Regions from separate parts of the Sus scrofa genome. Here region 2 is linked to region 1. A link is a contact called in public Hi-C data. All regions are on one chromosome and are shown on one strand. Each heading gives the region's core, a stretch centred on a gene start, on an enhancer-like site or on the middle of the called end of the contact. The rest is flanking DNA. Distances are from core to core; before and after follow the strand shown.

Region 1 (4,382 bases), core at 1,286-3,785:
CTGAATGGGAAAAAATATTTGCAAATGATATATCTGATAAGGGGTAATATTCTACAATATATAAACAGCTCATACAACTCAGTATCAAAAACAAAAACAAGAAACAACTCGATTAAAAATGGGCAGAAGATCTGAATAGACATTTTTCCAACGAAGACCTACAGACGGCCAAAAGTTACATGAAAAGATGCTCAACATCACTAATTATCAGGGAAATGCAAATCAAAACTACAAGAAATCACCTTACATAGCTGTCAGAACAGCTATGGTCAAAAAGACCACAGATAGCAAATACTCCCAAAGAGATGAAGAAAAGAGAACCCAAGGACACTGTTGGGAATGTAAACTGGTATAGCCATTACGGAAAACAATATGAATGTTGCCCAAAAAACTAAAAATAGAACTAACATATCATCCAGCATTTCCACTCCTGGGTATTTACCTGAGAAAACAAAAACACTAATTCAAAAAGATACATGCACCCCAAGGTCCACAGCAGCATTATTTACAATAGCCAAGATTATGGAAGCAACTTATGTGTCCATCTACAGATGCTACAGATGAATGGATTAAAAAAAGACAGTGTAATATTACTTGGCCATAAAAAAGAATGAAATTTTTGTCATTGGCAATAACATAGATGGACCTGAAGTGTACTGTGCTTAGTGAAGTAGGTCAGAGAAAGACAAATTCTGCGTTTTACCACTTAACGTGTGGAATCTAAATAATAAAACAAATTAATAAATAGAAACAGACTCACAAATATAAAGAACAAATTAGTGGGTACCAATGGGAAGGGTAATGGGAGAGGGACAGAGTGAGTTAAGAGGCAAAAACTACCATGTTTAAAACAAACAAAACGCAAGGATACTCAGTACAGCACAAGGAATATAGCCAATGTTTTAAACAACTTTAAATGGAGTATGATCTATAAAAAACATTAAATCACTATGTTGTACACCTGAAATTAATATAACATGTAGATGAACTAGAATTTTAAAAAGAAAGAAAAGGTTAAAATGGGAAATACCATCCCTACACAAAAATTCATAAACATTGAGAGTACTGTGCTATGTTAAATGCCTCTGTGTTTCACTTGGTCCCATTAGAAGTTCAGCAAAACCTTTTTTTAAAACAACTTGTGGGAGGCAGGTAAACCTCCAGCATGGAAACTGAGCTCTTTCACAGCAAAGCTGTTAATAAGATGGAACGAGATCTTAACACAAAGTTTTTCACATCACAGGAACCTTAGAAAATACATGAATACTACTGACTCACAGTAGACAGACTTAAACTAAACTTTATAAACAGTATAAAGCGGCATAGTATACGAAAAGAGAACACTTACAGAAAGATTTCATGGCCCTCCTTATCAAAAACAATGCCTGCATCATTACTTAAGGAAACCAGGTATGTCACCCCAAAACATGCTTCTTTGACATAAAAATTACTTTGAGGGAGTTCCGGTTGTTGCTCAGCAGTAAAGAACCCAAATGGTCTCCATGAGGACTCCAGTTTGATCCCCTGCCTTTTTCAGTGGGTTAAGGATCCAGGGTTGCCATGAGCTGTGGTGTGGGTCGCAGATTCTACGTTTCTACGTTGCTATAGCTGTGACTTAGGCAGCTTCAGCTCCATTTCTACCCCTAGCCTAGGAACTTACATATGATATGGGTGCGGCCCTAAAAAGAAAAAAATAATTAAACCTTCTTTAAAAGCAGTAAACACACAAAAGAGCCCCTTCTCTGTCAAAAGGCAGAAAGTAAATTCTTTAAATGACGATAGACTGGGAGTTCCCATGTTGGCACAGCAGAAATGAATCCAACTAGGAACCATGAGGTTGTGGGTTCGATCCCTGGCCTCCCTCAGTGGGTTAAGGATCTGGTGTTGCCCTGAGCTGTGGTGTAGGTCAGCGGCAACAGCTCCAATTAGACCCCCCTCCATATGCCACGGGTGTGGCCCTAAAAATTAATTAATTAATTAATAATAAATGTAGACAGATGGCATCAGAGGACTCTCAAACAAACCTCATTACATGAAGATAAGAGTTATCAGGCCGTAATAGGTCTATCACTAGCCCGGAGCACTGTCAATACTTCACAATTCATCGTTTCTTTGTCTCAAAGGTATAAAAGCTTCCTGCTGTGGACATATCTTCAGGTTTTCATCCTCTTCTGAAAGCCCCCATGTACATGAAAGAACGTAATAAAATTTGTATGCTTTTCTCGCATTAAAAGAAGAAAAGGAGAAAAGAAATCCGAAGAGCTGGCAAAGCTCCCAGCATTTTGAAATTCCGCGGCTCTGAAACGCATTCCCTCCAAGTCTGGAGGTACAGCGCTCCTTTAGGGGTAGGGGAGACGCCTTCTGAAGGCCTTGTCTAGCGCCCCCGAGATGCGAACTACATTTCCCAGAAACCTCTGAGGCACAGCTCCACTCCTGCCTCTTGAGGGGTTGCATGCTGGGTAAGCGAGCCATTGAGTGTTCAGCTCCGCGGATCTCTGGGTTTCTAGACTACATGTCCCAGAAGGCTCTGGAGCACCGCCCCCAGTAGAAACTCGCCCAGTTGCATGCCGGAAGATGCGCTTTCTGCGCGAAGATTTTTTTTTTTTTTTTCTTTCTTTTTTTTTTTTTAAAGCTCTGGTTTCCTGGTGACGGTGTCTGGAGATAACCTCAACGCTCGCGCTCGCTCCGGACGCCCTGTTGGTTGTTAGGCCCCAAGCGGTGAGTTAGTAGCATCCCAGGAGGACACCAGCACGGAACGCGGCGGGCGACTGCGGTGAAAGAGAGGCGGAGAGGCCCGAAACAGAGCCTCGGCCTCTGGCTCCCGGGAGCGGCTGCGGAGGAAGTGCGAGTGTGTGTGTGTGTGTGTGTGTGTGTGTGTGTGTGTGTGTGTGTGTGCGCGCGCGCGCGGATCGGGCTCAGCCGTGTGCATAGAGCGAGACGCGCGCGTGAGCGTCGGCGAGGGAGACAGGCCGGGTACCTGTACTGGTGACGCACTTGCGCGTGAGTGTGGGCGGGGGGCGGGGGGCGCGACTCGGCGCCATCCCCGTGGCTGTGCGTCGCGTGGGCATCTGGAAGGGGGACGCGGCTAGGCTGTGACGGGCTGTGACTCGGCCACTCTGCTCTGCGTGAGTTACATGCGCGTGGGCCCTGCGTGGGTGGCGGGGCCCAGATGTGTCTCGGCGGCTGAGATGAGCCTTTGCACTTAAGTGGGATTGGCAGAGACACACACCATGTCTCTGGCGTGGGCGTCAGTTCTTGTGACAGAGTCAAGGGGTGTCTCATGGTGGTTTGTGCCATCGCTTGGCTGTGACAGGTGCAGGATTGTGTTTGGATGTGTGGCCGCGGATTGAGTGAGCACGGTTGTGTGTGACAGTGTAACCTGTAGCTCTCATGTTTCTGCTGCTCCCTCTCCCTTCACGTTCCAACCTTCTGGTCCTTGTTTGGGGACAGTGGCCCCGAATACAAGTCAAAGCCTGAACCCTGTGATGAAAATGACAAGAATGGCACAGACATAGTCGTGAGATGGCAATCTCAGAGCCATAGGTGCTCGCCATCTCAAATTCAGGTTACCTGAGTGACAGGGTGAAAAAGCCTCGGGAAGAAGATCCCCTTTTCGGATGGGAGAGGACCCTGACCAGGTAGCTGGGGGTAGAAGACAGCTACATATTTCAGAACTCCAATTATTAGAGCCTAGTCACCAGGGATCTCCGAAATTCTGAGATCTCAGTGCCCTCTTATTTCTGATTGGTTTAAGATAAGACGTGGGAACAGGTGGGGCATTGGAGGATATTTTCTGATGTAGTCTGTGCTCCAGAAAAGCCCTAGTGTCTGATTCTATCCTCTTTTAACCCCATGCCAGCTGTCTCCAGAAAAATCATCCTGGGAGTTCCTGTTGTGGCTCAGTGGAAACTAATCTGACTAGGATCCATTAGGATGCAGGTTCCATCCCTGGCCTCGCTCAGTGGGTTAAGGATCCCGTGTTGCCGTGAGCTGTGATTTAGGTTACAAATGTGGCTCAGATCCCACGTTGCTGTAGCATTGCTGTAACCCCTAGTTACAATTAGTGAGCCACTTCCAAAAGGTTACCCTTAACTGAAGGCCATGCTTTATTCAGATTGCCTTAATTTTTGCATAATGGTTTTCATCTGTTGCAGGATCCCATCCAGGACACCACATTACATTCATTGTCATGGCTCCTTAGGCTCTTCTTGGCTTTGCCAATTTCTCAGACTTGGCTTGTTTCTGATGACTTGACAGTTTTAAGAGGCTGAGTATTTTATAGGCTGCCCCTCTCTTGGAATCTGATGTTTTCTTCATGATTAGACTGGGTTTCTAGGTTTGACGGTGGAAGATCACAGAGGTAAATTACCACTTCATTACAT
Region 2 (4,382 bases), core at 664-3,163, 3.8 Mb before region 1:
TGAATCCAAGCCGCAGCTTTCACAACTGGGAAATGCCAGATCCTTAACCCGCTGAGCCAGGCCGGGGGTCACACTTCCCAAGTGACCTGACCCGCTGCAGTCGGATTTTTCTTCTTTTTTTTCATTTTTGGCTGCCCTGCAGCATGTGGAAGTTTCCAGGTTAGGATCAGCTTTGAACCACAGATGTGACCTATCCTAAGCTGCAGCAACACCGGATCCTTTAACCCACTGTGCCTGGCCAGGGATGGAACCTGTGTCTGGCAGAGGCACCACCAATCCCATTGCGCCACAGCAGGCGCCCCTGGACGATGCCATCTCTCCATGGTGCGACCTTGGACTTGTGACTGGCCTTCCCTGGGCTTCCTTCGCCACCTGCAGTATAGGTCTAACAGTAGCTTTCCCAACAGGGATGCCAGGAGGATGAATCAGAAGGAAGCATTCAATGAAGACCTGCCTGTCTCCCCTGGGTTTCCTACCCTTACACTAGTGTTATGTGGGGCTGGATAACTGCGTTGTAAGAGCCATCCTACAATGTTTGGCAGCATCGCTGGCCTCTTAGCAACAGATGCCAGCAGTATCTCCGCAACTGTGACTCCAGACAGCGCTACAAGTCCCCTTGGGGATGGGGGGGTGGCACAGTCGCCCCTGGTTGAGAGCCACCGGCCCAATGGACAAATATTTACTCAGGGCAAAGGGCTCTGGAGCAAATCCCAGTTCTGCCACCTCCCAGCTCTTCGTCCTTGAACAAGGTACGACGCCTTTCACACAGAGTTGCCCTGCCCGGGGTGTAAAATGGGAAGAGGAGTCCTACTAACCCAAGAGTCGCGGTAAGAATTCAAGATGTGGGGAAAACAAAGATGCTGAGAACAACACTCGGCTGTGCTAACCAAGCCCCCAACCGGAGCGAACCTTTCCTGTTACTGTTACTTTGTGAGGTGCTGGGGATACCGCCATAAACAAAAACACCTGCATTACACCGAAGTTCGAGCTGGAATAAGGGTTAAACCAGGAAATAAAACTGGGTGACTGGGGCTGACAGGGAGGAGGGCAGCTTCAGATGATAACAAGAGCAAACACAGCCTTGAAGAGCTGCACGCCCACGAACCTAATCCCTTGCAACAAGCTAGGCGGGGGGGGGGGGGGGGGGAGCTCCATCGAGACAGAAACAAGGCAATTCGTCTCATCCGCAGGAATCTCACAACTCCATGAAAGTGCGACCGAACTTGTACGGACACGCACGAGGGGAGCCACCTGCACCCCGCCCGCGTGAGGACCACCCCCCCCGCCCCGCCCCGCCCCGAGCCCCTTTCCGCAAACCTCTCTGACCGGCTTGGTCCTGCGCCCCCAGACTCCATCGCAGGGCCCAGCCCACCCCCCTCGGCCCTCCCCCGCCCCCTCCCTCAGTTTCCAACTCTCCCCGGCGTTCTCCGCCTCCGGGGCCCACACCCCCTCCTCCTTCCGGGCCCTCCCCCTCCCGTCCGCGCTTCCCTCCCCCTCCCCCTTCATCCCGGCCCCCTTCTTATTCCCTCCCGCCAACTCTCCCGTCCCTCCCTCCTCCGGACCCCTTCTCCCCAAAGCTCGCCCAACTGCCCCCCTCCGATCCCTCCCTCCTTTCCTCCCTCGCTCACCTTACTCTCCCGGGCGAGGCCCCCCAAACCCCCTCGCCTCCTCGCACATGCGCACAGAGCTCATCAGAACTCCATGCCCCGGCAGGCTTTGCGCCAAACTCATCCGTCCCCCTCCCCTCAACACTCCCAGAGACCCAGGGATCTGTTCCCCTCAACGGCCCCGCCGGCCTCACCTAGAACTACATCTCCCAGGAAGGATCGCAACAACGGTGGCTTTCTATTGGCTCTCGCCGTGGCGACCCACTCACGCCCATCTCCGAATGGCTCCACAAGCACCAGAACTACATTTCCCAAGATGCACCGAAGCCCTCCCAGCGACCTATTGGCCCTCGCAAACATGGCCTCTCTTACCGCTCCAGGGTTTTTTGGACTACATTACCCAGAACGCACTGGGGCCTTCCCATTGGCCGGGGCCTTCCCATTGGCCGGGGCCTGGGCCCCAGGCATGCGCAAACGTGCCAGGATGAGCAGCCGGTGGGCGGAGAGGGGGAGGAGCTGTGGCGGCGTTTCCATGGAGACCGAAGGAGGCGCGGAGCGGCAGGCCCTCGGGAAATGAGGGCCCCCAGGCCCGAGGAGCGGGAGGGCGAGGAGGAGGGGCCCAGGCCAGAGTTCTGCACCAATCTGGGCCTACAGGGTGCGTCTCCTTGACAACGGGTCAGGTTTCACCCCTCCCCCATCCGGGCAGAACAAGTGAGTGAGGTGGGAGAAAGAAGCCGGATCGCGGTGTGAGGCTGCAGCCGGCTGGAGGGGAGTGTGTGGTTCGAGGGCGGACCCAGGCACCTTGCTCATCCCTTGGGAGAATGGCAGGCGGTTTCTGGCCTCCGTTTCCCCCGTGTGAGTCGGAAGGGTGCTGCCTGCACGTCCCCGACGCACCCTCGTAGGTCAGGGTCTCAATCTGCACGTCCCAGCAAGGGCAGGAACTCAGAAAAGATGAGTTACAGTTCGATGCACAGACAGTTCCAGGCCTGAGGACAACAGGAGCCGCTTGGACCTAAGGCTGTGATTGCCTCCTCCCCACCTCGTCTCCTCGGGGCAGGGTGAGAAGGAGACTCCCCCGCCCCCACCTTCTGGACTGATGTGCAGACAGGGTGTGACGGTGGCTGGCACATCACAAGCATTCATTAGCTGGACAAGAACTTTTCCCCTGGTTTCACAAGTGGTCAGTGGCTGAGTCAGAACCTCCTGTCCGAGACTGGGTGAAAGCCAACCCCCTCATTGTCACCCAACCTACCCTGGCCCACCTCTCTGCCCACCTTGCCTCTCCTGCCCAATGTGTTCCAGCCACACCGGAATCTTTGCTGCTCCAGGAACACGATGTTCTTGTTCCCACTCACATCCGATTGCCCACTTGACGTCTCCACTTGGATTTTTGAACAGGCATCTCAAACCATAAGGTGGGCAGAAGAGAATTTTTGCCCCTCCCCCCAGCAAAGAATCTTGCTTTTCCCCCAGTTTTCTACCATGTTAGATGATAAACCCATCATCCATACAAATGCCCACCCCAAACATGGAAGGGTCGCCTTTGATTTTCTTTTTCCATCACCCTCTTCCAGGGTGGGGATTCATGAGTGAATACATGCAAAGCACTTAGAACACTGCTTGGCAGAGAGTAAGGAGTCGGTCAATAAACATTAGCTCTTTTTTACCTACAGCTGAGTCACTAATAAAAACAAGCCCAAGGAGTTCCCTTCGTGGTTCAGCAGTAACTAACCCACCGGGATCCATGAGGTTGCGAGTTCGATTCCTGACCTAGCTCAGTGGGTTAAGGATCCTGCGTTGCCAGAAGCTGGGGTGTAGGTCGCAGATGCAGCTCAGATCTCGCGTTGTTGTGGCCGTGGTTTAGGCCAGCGGCTACAGCTTCTATTCGACCCCTAGCCTAAGAACCCCTATATGCGGCGAGTGTGGCCCTAAAAAGCAAAATAAAATAAAAATTAAAAAAAAAAAAAAAGCGAGCCCAACCCAGGTGCAAATTTGACTCCCCTACTCCCCACCCCAACCAGCCCAGCCACCATGTAATGAAATAGCTTATTTCACCAAAGAATGCCCTCAACTCGTCACCTGTCACATTCCTGTGTCCTGGGCACCAATTATAAGACAGATTAAGGAGTTCGCTGTTGGCCTAGCCAGTGAAAGATCTGTCCTTGTCACTGCTGTGGCACGGGTTCGATCCCTGGCCCAGGAACTTCTGGGTGCCACGGGATTGGCCAAAATAATAATGAGGAGGAGGGGGATGTTGAAAGACAGATGCTGGGCAGGCTCAGAGGATACAGGTGTGGTCAGGGTCCACGGAATCCGGGCCCATCCGGTTTCAGCACCGCTCAGTGGGTGTTTTCACGGTTCAGAAAGCCATCCAGCACCCCCTAGCTTCCACACCCAGGATGACCAGTTAAACAATGTCTTCATCTGAATTGGGGGTGACCTGGCACAGAGTCCCATGGGAATAGTGAGGGCCCAATAAGGGGCGGTGCTGATTGGCCTAAGCCAATCGGACAATCTGTTCTCCTCGCCAGCGATTGGCTGAGGCCCATGGGTGTGACATCATTCTGACCAATGAAGTGTGAAGGCAGGTTTGTGGGGCGCCGGCTGGAGAGGTATCCCCGCCAGCTGTCCTTCTGCGTTGTCCTGTGTGTGTGTGTGTGTGTGGGGGGGTGCTGGGGGGGAGACACTTTAAACTCGCCTGGCATGGTTAAACTGAAGAATGACTGACTCTCGCTGGAGCTCCCCTACCTCCAGACACCTCTCTAGGTGAAATAA

What was found. Hi-C and Micro-C count contacts between places; a contact is called where the count stands out from the background.
Region 2: a contact with region 1 is called in a Hi-C map of skeletal muscle, with 8 times the contacts expected there. The contact joins the promoter of ZNF444 here to the promoter of ZNF331 in region 1. A contact is called at or near these places in 3 of 47 Hi-C or Micro-C datasets (liver and skeletal muscle).

What each region holds. Positions count from the first base shown.
Region 1 is chr6:56,609,600-56,613,981 of Sscrofa11.1, reverse strand. It overlaps ZNF331 (zinc finger protein 331), which reads left to right and starts at 2,535. Exons shown (of 5, transcript XM_021097273.1): 1 at 2,535-2,718.
Region 2 is chr6:60,455,538-60,459,919 of Sscrofa11.1, reverse strand. ZNF444 (zinc finger protein 444) reads right to left here and starts at 1,913. Exons shown (of 4, transcript XM_021095118.1): 1 at 1,802-1,913. LOC102159166 (a long non-coding RNA gene) reads left to right here. Exons shown (of 3, transcript XR_002344832.1): 1 at 1-827; 2 at 1,191-1,266; 3 at 1,821-1,905.